Linked DNA regions of Gossypium hirsutum: region 1 is linked to region 2. Evidence: chromatin contacts called from public Hi-C data. All regions are on one chromosome and are shown on one strand. Each heading gives the region's core, a stretch centred on a gene start, on an enhancer-like site or on the middle of the called end of the contact. The rest is flanking DNA. Distances are from core to core; before and after follow the strand shown. Region 1 holds the start of LOC107954805 (trafficking protein particle complex subunit 11). Region 2 holds the start of LOC107954782 (receptor like protein kinase S.2).

Evidence for each region. Hi-C and Micro-C count contacts between places; a contact is called where the count stands out from the background.
Region 1: a contact with region 2 is called in a Hi-C map of leaf, with 3 times the contacts expected there. The contact joins the promoter of LOC107954805 here to the promoter of LOC107954782 in region 2. A contact is called at or near these places in 3 of 34 Hi-C or Micro-C datasets (callus and leaf).

The regions. Positions count from the first base shown.
Region 1 is chrD07:40,137,386-40,141,285 of Gossypium_hirsutum_v2.1, forward strand. LOC107954805 (trafficking protein particle complex subunit 11) reads right to left here and starts at 2,446. Exons shown (of 7, transcript XM_041096611.1): 1 at 1,701-2,446; 2 at 1,476-1,599; 3 at 1,309-1,389; 4 at 851-1,192; 5 at 444-613; 6 at 1-346. The coding sequence starts at 2,203.
Region 2 is chrD07:39,765,775-39,769,553 of Gossypium_hirsutum_v2.1, forward strand. It overlaps LOC107954782 (receptor like protein kinase S.2), which reads left to right and starts at 1,699. Exons shown (of 3, transcript XM_016890454.2): 1 at 1,699-2,882; 2 at 3,188-3,779. The coding sequence starts at 2,467. LOC107954781 (exosome complex exonuclease RRP44 homolog A) reads left to right here. Exons shown (of 24, transcript XM_016890453.2): 19 at 65-124; 20 at 217-322; 21 at 415-510; 22 at 624-705; 23 at 807-872; 24 at 1,033-1,416. The coding sequence ends at 1,246.

The DNA.
Region 1 (3,900 bases), core at 1,196-3,695, 370 kb after region 2:
TACTGGCAATGCAGCCATTTCAAGAGAAAACTCTACAAACTCTTTTACAGCACCTTGTTTCCTTGAGCACTCTCTCAAGTAACCCAAAACCTCCCACAACAAAGTAACCCATCCTTCTTGCCTATATAGATTTGCAACACCATCAAACTGCTGTTTTGCATTGTTGAAATCACCCAAAGAAAAATATTCTCTAGCAATCTGAAAGGCACAAAGAGAACCCGTCCTCTGAACTTTAAGATTACTATATATTTCATTAGACTTTTTGAGCAAAGCAATAATTTCAAAGGAGTCTTGAAACCTTTTTCCCTCGGCAATTGCATAACGAGTGTATTCATCATCAGTAATGCTGCATAGTCAGAAGAGAATAAAAATCCAAACATTTATTATAAGGTAAATGGTACAAAATCAAATCAGATTTCTCGTTATTAATTTGCAAGACTTACGACTGCATAGCCGAATCATCCCCTTGCTCAATTAGCCGGGCAAACTGACCAATATAAACTGATGGTACCACAGATTCAGCACTCCCATCATCATTCTCGCTAAAAGTTTCTGAATTTGACACTGTCAACTCCAGAGCTGATCTCTTCTCCTTCAAGTATTTAGCTGCTGACTGTTGTAAGATGAATGTTATGATTCAGATAACTTAAATAATCTAAGAGAATTCTAAATGCAAGTTCAATTGCTATGGTTGCACTTGCATAAATTTTGCAAAATTCCCTGGAAAAAAAAGTTTAGGTACTCATTGACCCCATTGTTTCTAAGGGTTGGCTATATATAAAGCAAGGTAGCAAGACTCGCACGGAAAAGCCGTTAAAAAAGCCAACAACGATGAAATGATGGTACAGACCTGATAGTAATAAGCTGGATGGAATTCCCATTCAGTCAGAGGTTGGTCGGCAGTGCCTACTGGTAGAGAGGAAGTGCTTGGAAGAGTGGCAGAGCTTGAGTCAAGCAACTCAGCGAAAACCAAAAACTGCCTGCTGAGCCATTCCCAGTGAAGAAAAATGACATTTGGATCTCCAACAAGGCTCTTGTAGGAGACAACGTGTTGGCGGAACCATGTAATTGCTTCTCTGAGCTTTCCACCATGCAACAACAAAGTGCAAATCTTGAAATGCAAGTGCTCAGCAACAATTTTGATCTCAAATAAGCGTTGTATTGGAGGCAATCTTGTTGAGGTAGCAACCATCTAAATGAATAGCATTGACATAGATGGTAGCAGTGACAAGTAGACGGAACTAAGTAACTAGTATTAAGTATGATAAACAGAAGGATGGTAAAGAAATAGGATAATTAGGGAAGAACCTCGCGCAGGGCATGATAGGCATCCTCATAAAACCTCAAGGCTTCAGCCCAGTCTCGTCGGAACTCTGCATACACAGCAACCTACCCATTTTGTGAACCAATGAGCCAATACATAAGGAATTAATAATATGAAAAAGTGAGGAAAGCTATTCTTTTATTATTATTACTTTAAAACAGTAGCGAACTTGGAGATCGGGAGAGGAGAAATTCTTCTTTTCAATGCGAGCTTTAATCCTTCGACCTTCTTCTCTGTAAAAAGTAGTTTCTAGTTCGGCAAAACTGGCGCTCAACCTGACAGACATTACAATGTATGGGATATAGTTCATACAGCAATTAATTCAGTAAAGTACTAATTATTGTTAGATAAAAAGGGGAGGGGGGGAATTGAGCACCTTTGAAGAGAGTTATTGAGTTGAGAAGGATCGGGGTTGAAGAGGAGAAGGTACTTGGAATCGACCTCTGCTCGCTTCCGTAAGGCAAGCAGACGATCTTCACTAATGTCATCGGATTGGCCCACCACAACGAGCAGCAACAATTTGGTGTTCCTGGGACGAATAGCGGCTTTTAGGTCATCCAGATCGGAGCAGACTTGGACCCACTGGGCAGGGTCACCGGAGACATGATCCCAGGAGAAGAGGGCGGCCACCACGGCGGGGATCTTAGTGCGGTGCTTGACCAGCCAATCCCTTTTCAAAAATCCGGCGGGGGAAGAAGAAGGGGAGGGCGGGCGATGGAGGAGATGGGAGAGCTTGGAGAAGTTGGGCAAGGCCAAGGTGTTGATAGGATGCTGCTGGGAGAGGAGGTGGGTGGTTATCGCCCCATGCTGCTCTGGGCATCCTACCAATGCTACCAGCGCCACTGGTGGACTCCTCAATTCTTCTGGGTACTCTTCCATTTACTCTCTGCACTTGGAATTTCTTGATACTTTCGTATTTTTCTTTGTAATTTTTTTTCTACAACAGAATAGAAGACGATGATGGATCAGTTTCTGATTTTTAGGCCTGATTTCATTATCTAGTATTTGGGCTTCTCTTCCCCACCCCAAACCACTAATATGGCTACTAGCTGCCTGCCTACTCCAAACAATACTTTGCCTTCACTTTCAAGGGTTTCCTTTTTTCTCAATGTTACAAAGTCACAAAAGATTCGATTAAATTTGTAGATTAGATGTTATTTAGAGAGGATATGCTCTATCAATGTTGTTTGTTGTTTTCATAGTTAGAAGACTTGAATTTAAAACTTTAATTAAAAAGTATCGATGTAACACTTTGATACCAATTTGATTTTCAGTTCTGAGTTACTAGGTATTACATTCGTTGCTAGAAAAACTACGATCAACTATATTCAAATTATATTTTTAAATGATCAATTTCAACCCACATGCATATAATACAAAATACAATTGTTTTCGGATCTTATACGAGTTTACGAAAGTTCTAAAACTAATTCAAAGTTGAATTAGGACCAATTGTAAAAATTTCAAAACATTAGGTTGACATTACAATATCAGGGGGTTCCTCATCACAACGTAACATACTGAGTAAACCTTGTCGCCACGTTCAATATTCAATGTTGCACAGTGGCATGGCAACTAATCTCATTGCGATGGGACAAATGACTACCTCTAGAAGTACTTACGTCCAGAGTAGAAATCTTGCACAAAATTTATTAGAAAGAGTGGTATCCATAAGTATACAATTCAGGTTGTAATATAGTTACAACGTAGTAAATGAGTACTCCGAAGATTGTACCCAAGGGAGGCGAGCACTAAATTAATTCTAACCTAAGCACAAATAGATCTAATTAGTACTTTAGGTAGATTATATTACAATCAAATATAAAGAAAGGTTTTTGAGATTTTTATAATAATAATAATACAATAAATAAGTAACGAGAAATCAAATAGTAGAATATGTTAAATCTGAGTATGGGTGATTAGCTTGCTTCGGTAATCATAACCAACTATTGCTTCGGGTTTTCTTGTTTAATCAACTAGCCAATATCCCATCAGGATCTTCCAATCTAGAATAACAAGTCAGCAATAACTACTTATCCCTCGACCTCACAATTCACACTGGTTCGGGGTTAAGGTGTCCACGAATAGGTCATACCAATTTTGGGTTAATTCCTACTTTAATGACTTTCTAGGGTCATCAAGCCTAGGGTTTAAGTTCTTCCTTTCCCAAACAGTTGATTCGCTAAGAGAACCCTACAAAACAGTTAATTAATCATACCTCTACTCTCTAATCCCTCACAAGAGGATTAGTTCCTTATGGATCTTATAAACAATATAGACTTGATATATAGAATAAACATGAATAACAATTCAAGACTATAAAGTTAGCAGAAGCCTGATTTGTATTGAATAGAATGCCGAATCCTTACAGAGTTTGATCAAGTTTGCAAATCTGATCTCTTCCGTAAAAGTAAAAGAACAAAACTGAAATAAATCTAAAGCCTAAGAAAAGAGAAAAAACTAAAGACTAAAACTAGGAATAAAATTATACAATATGAAAAGTTGTCCATAACATGTGTTGAATGAGCCCATTTATAGATTTAAAATAGTCGTCGTCCTTAACCCCAGGTCAACTG
Region 2 (3,779 bases), core at 449-2,948:
ATGTATTTGTTTGGCCTCTCTCTTTCATAGTTGATTCTTACATCTGAGAAAAACTGCCTTGCAGCGTGATGATCCTTACTTTAATAAGTTGATTCGGATACTGGCAACTAGGTGTATGACTCAGGTAAAGTTAGCTAGGAAATTTTTTCAATCTCCAGATGGTTTTGACCTACGCACTTTTTAACTTGGTACTAATTTGCCTTGGTTTCAAATTAGGCTGTTTATTTCTGTAGTGGGGATCTCAGCCCTCCAGAATATCATCATTATGGGCTTGCTGCGCCCCTATATACTCATTTCACTTCTCCTATTAGGAGATATGCAGGTTTGTGAACAAAAATTTGTTTGTTACTTTACCTTTTCTTGCTGATGTATACTTGATGATACTATTGCTCAAGTATGGAACCTTCCTTGCAGATGTGATTGTGCACAGGTTGCTTGCTGCATCTCTAGGGATCGATAAGCTTCCACCAGTTTTCCAGGACAGATCTCAACTAACTAGCATTGCTGATAGTAAGTTTTTTTTTCCTTTCATACTGTTTTTGAGGCTTCCATGGATTTGGGTAACAAACTTCACATACCCATGATATCCATTCTCAGCTTCCTATGCATTTTACCTGTTTCAGATCTGAATTATCGACATAGGAATGCCCAAATGGCAAGCAGGGCCTCTGTTGAGCTCCATACTCTCATTTACTTCAGAAAACTGTAACTGCCTTGGCCTCTCTCATGGAATTGAAACTGCCTTCTATAGAGCATAATGAATAATTGCACATGTTTTGAATTTATTTATTTATCTTATGCTGCAGGCCCACTGACACAGAAGCCAGAATAGTGAAGATAAGGTCCAACGGGTTCATTGTGTTTGTGCCCAAGTATGAACTTAGATCTTTTATGCTGGATTATCTGTATATGTTCCTCGTGTCTTTCTTTGTCTATCTGCTGTGTCTAGGCAGGAAAAGATAATGTTTTGGCACTTGTGTTTGTTGGGTGGAGAAAAAAGTAACATGAGTTTATGTTATATAAAACGAACAGATATGGAATAGAAGGCCCGGTGTACTTGACAGGCAGAGGAGAGAAGGGAAGCGGGGAGTGGCATGTGGACGAGCAGCAGCAGAAGATTGTAAAGATGGACAATAGTAATAGTAATAGCCTTTCCTACAGTGTTCTGCAATCAGTGAGGATCCACATGGAGGTTGTGGAACCCCAACCCAACCGCCCTAAACTGCAGCTTACTCTTATTTCCTAGAAGTAGAAGATAACATCAACATGCACAAAGGAGGAGCTTTTATTAGGTTATATAGTGTTGTATTATTATATAAGATGCAAATGGAATGAATCTTGTTGTGGTAATTATAGTAACTGGCCTTTGGTTTGGGTTAATTGATGTTGGATTGACACAAGAAACATTTTTGTTCATGGAGTGCGTGTTCCTATTTCTATATGTTATTTTTGCAATAACAAAAAGAATGAATAAATAAACTAACACAACTTGTTATTACTGCTAGATAGTAGAAAAAATGCATTGGGTGGGCGACAAACAAGTAGACCTAACCAGATGGATGTGCATTTTGATTATTTTATGCGCTGATGCATGGAACATGTGGGACCCAGGAAACTGCAATGAAATAAATGTCCTAAAGTGACCTTAATCAACGCCCCTAAAATACATCTCCCCCCCTTTTCTTTCATTGGTTTTGATTTCACATGATTCGTGGATGTGGGTCACATGGCATTGGCAGAGAACCCCCCTTGTAACGTTTTACCATCATCATACCATGTCATCTCTCACCTATTGCAATTTACAGGAAAGCCCATTTCCCCATTTTCAATCTCAAATTGCAGTAAGAAATGCAATGCAAAGTGTACATGTATATATATTTTAAATAAGGGTAGAGATAGATAAAAGAACCGTTAATGAATTGGAAACATAAATTTTTATTTTTTTATTTGTAATTTAGTGGACTCAGATAATAAGATGATTGATGTATTATTAGCAAGTAAAAATGGTAATAGTGAGGATAATGATGAAGTGAGTATGCATGCATGATGATGGATGGCATGGAGATGAAGACCAAAGAGGGACGGATGTAGTGTGTCCTTTTGTGGTGATTCCATTGTATGAAGTAAGGAATGAAGTCAAATTAATAGGCAAAGGCTCAAACTCTTTCAGTGTCACCTCAGCCTCCCTCCCTCCGACTCCGATGTCTCCCCCACATTTCCCTCCTTTGTCAGAAATCGAACACACACACCCTTTTAATTTAATATAAATACTATTAATTTTTTCAAAAATAAAATTAAAAAAAAAAAAGACAACGACGAGCATAGCAGAGTAGAGCACGAGACAGACATCTGTAGCAGATCACACACCACCGCCCTCGCCTCCTCCCCTACCTTTCACTTTGAACCCATTTCCCATCTACATTACCATCCCCCTTTTGGAGACCTCAGCCACTCCGATCTCCGCCCATGGCTGCAGCCCTCGAGTGCTGGTCCAGCCGAGCCACCACCGCCGATGACGACATGGTCGAGCAGGTTTTGATGCGCTCCAACGACCGATCCGAGGACACCTCCTCCTCCTCCTCTGCTTCTGCCAAACTTGAAGCCCCGTCCGCCAAGAACAAACGGTTCCAGAGGTTGAGCAGGAACGTCTCTGAGGCCATTGCCTCTCTCAAGAACTCTCTCAATCTCGACACTTCCTCCCCACGTGATCAGCTTCCTCCTCCTGTTCCTTCTGTCCCTTCATCTTCCTCCAAGGCCGACGTTTGCCGGAAAGTGGTCTGGGGTACCGTTGTACGGAACTTGACTCAGCTTTACCCTGGAAGCCAGTTGCCTGAGAAGCTTGTCTCCAATATCCGCAAGCATTATGATTCCTTGCCTCTCAGGTCCCCTTCCCTTCCCTTGCCTCTTCCTTCTTCCTACTCAGTTTAGGGTACTCTGAAAATTGCAACAACAATCAACAGGATCCTAAAAGCAGTTTCCTATCAGCATGGGTTTTTCATCTTTATTTTTCCTTGGCTTTCAAACAGTGAAAGTTCGGGTTTCTTATAATTATTTTTACTATTATTATTTTCTTCAAATGTTTAAAGTGGCCTTGCCTTAGTTACTGCTGAAATGTTCTAGTTCTTCTCCCCCCCAATTATGCTTTTCTTTTTTGTAATTTTCTTTTGATTGGGTATTATGTTGACAGTTATGCACAGGCGGGATTTGATATGAAAGAAGTATTTCTACATATAAAATTGATAGAGCAGGCATCAGGGGATGATCACCCTGCTATATTTATTCAGCAAACATCTGATGATGAGGTACAAGGTTGCGTGTTTAAGCTCACATTTGCTTGTAATTCTTCCTTTTCTTGGTCTGCCATGTCTGGTGCTCTTGATTCTGCTTCCATCTGTTGCAAGAAGATACAGATATTTGAGAAGAAAGGGTTCACCCTTGGAATTATTCTCTTCTTGGTTCAATCCGCCCACGACAAGTTTTTTAAATCCCATGTCGAGAGTGCCCTTAAATCTGCTCTTCGGAAGCCCAAGACGACCACTGTTAAACTACCATTTGGACTTTGTGGATGTCAGGAGGAGAGTACTAAAGGGAGAGACTTTGGGGAAATTGAGGAAGAACCAAGTGAGCAAACTCACAGAAATGGGATTGAAAATCCAAATACCAGGATTCAGCTTCCAATGCCTCTGCCCTCTTCATCGTTGGTCGTATTGGTTGATGAATGGCAAACCATTCAATCAGGGGCAGATGAGATTGGGAAATGGCTATTGAACTCCGAAAGT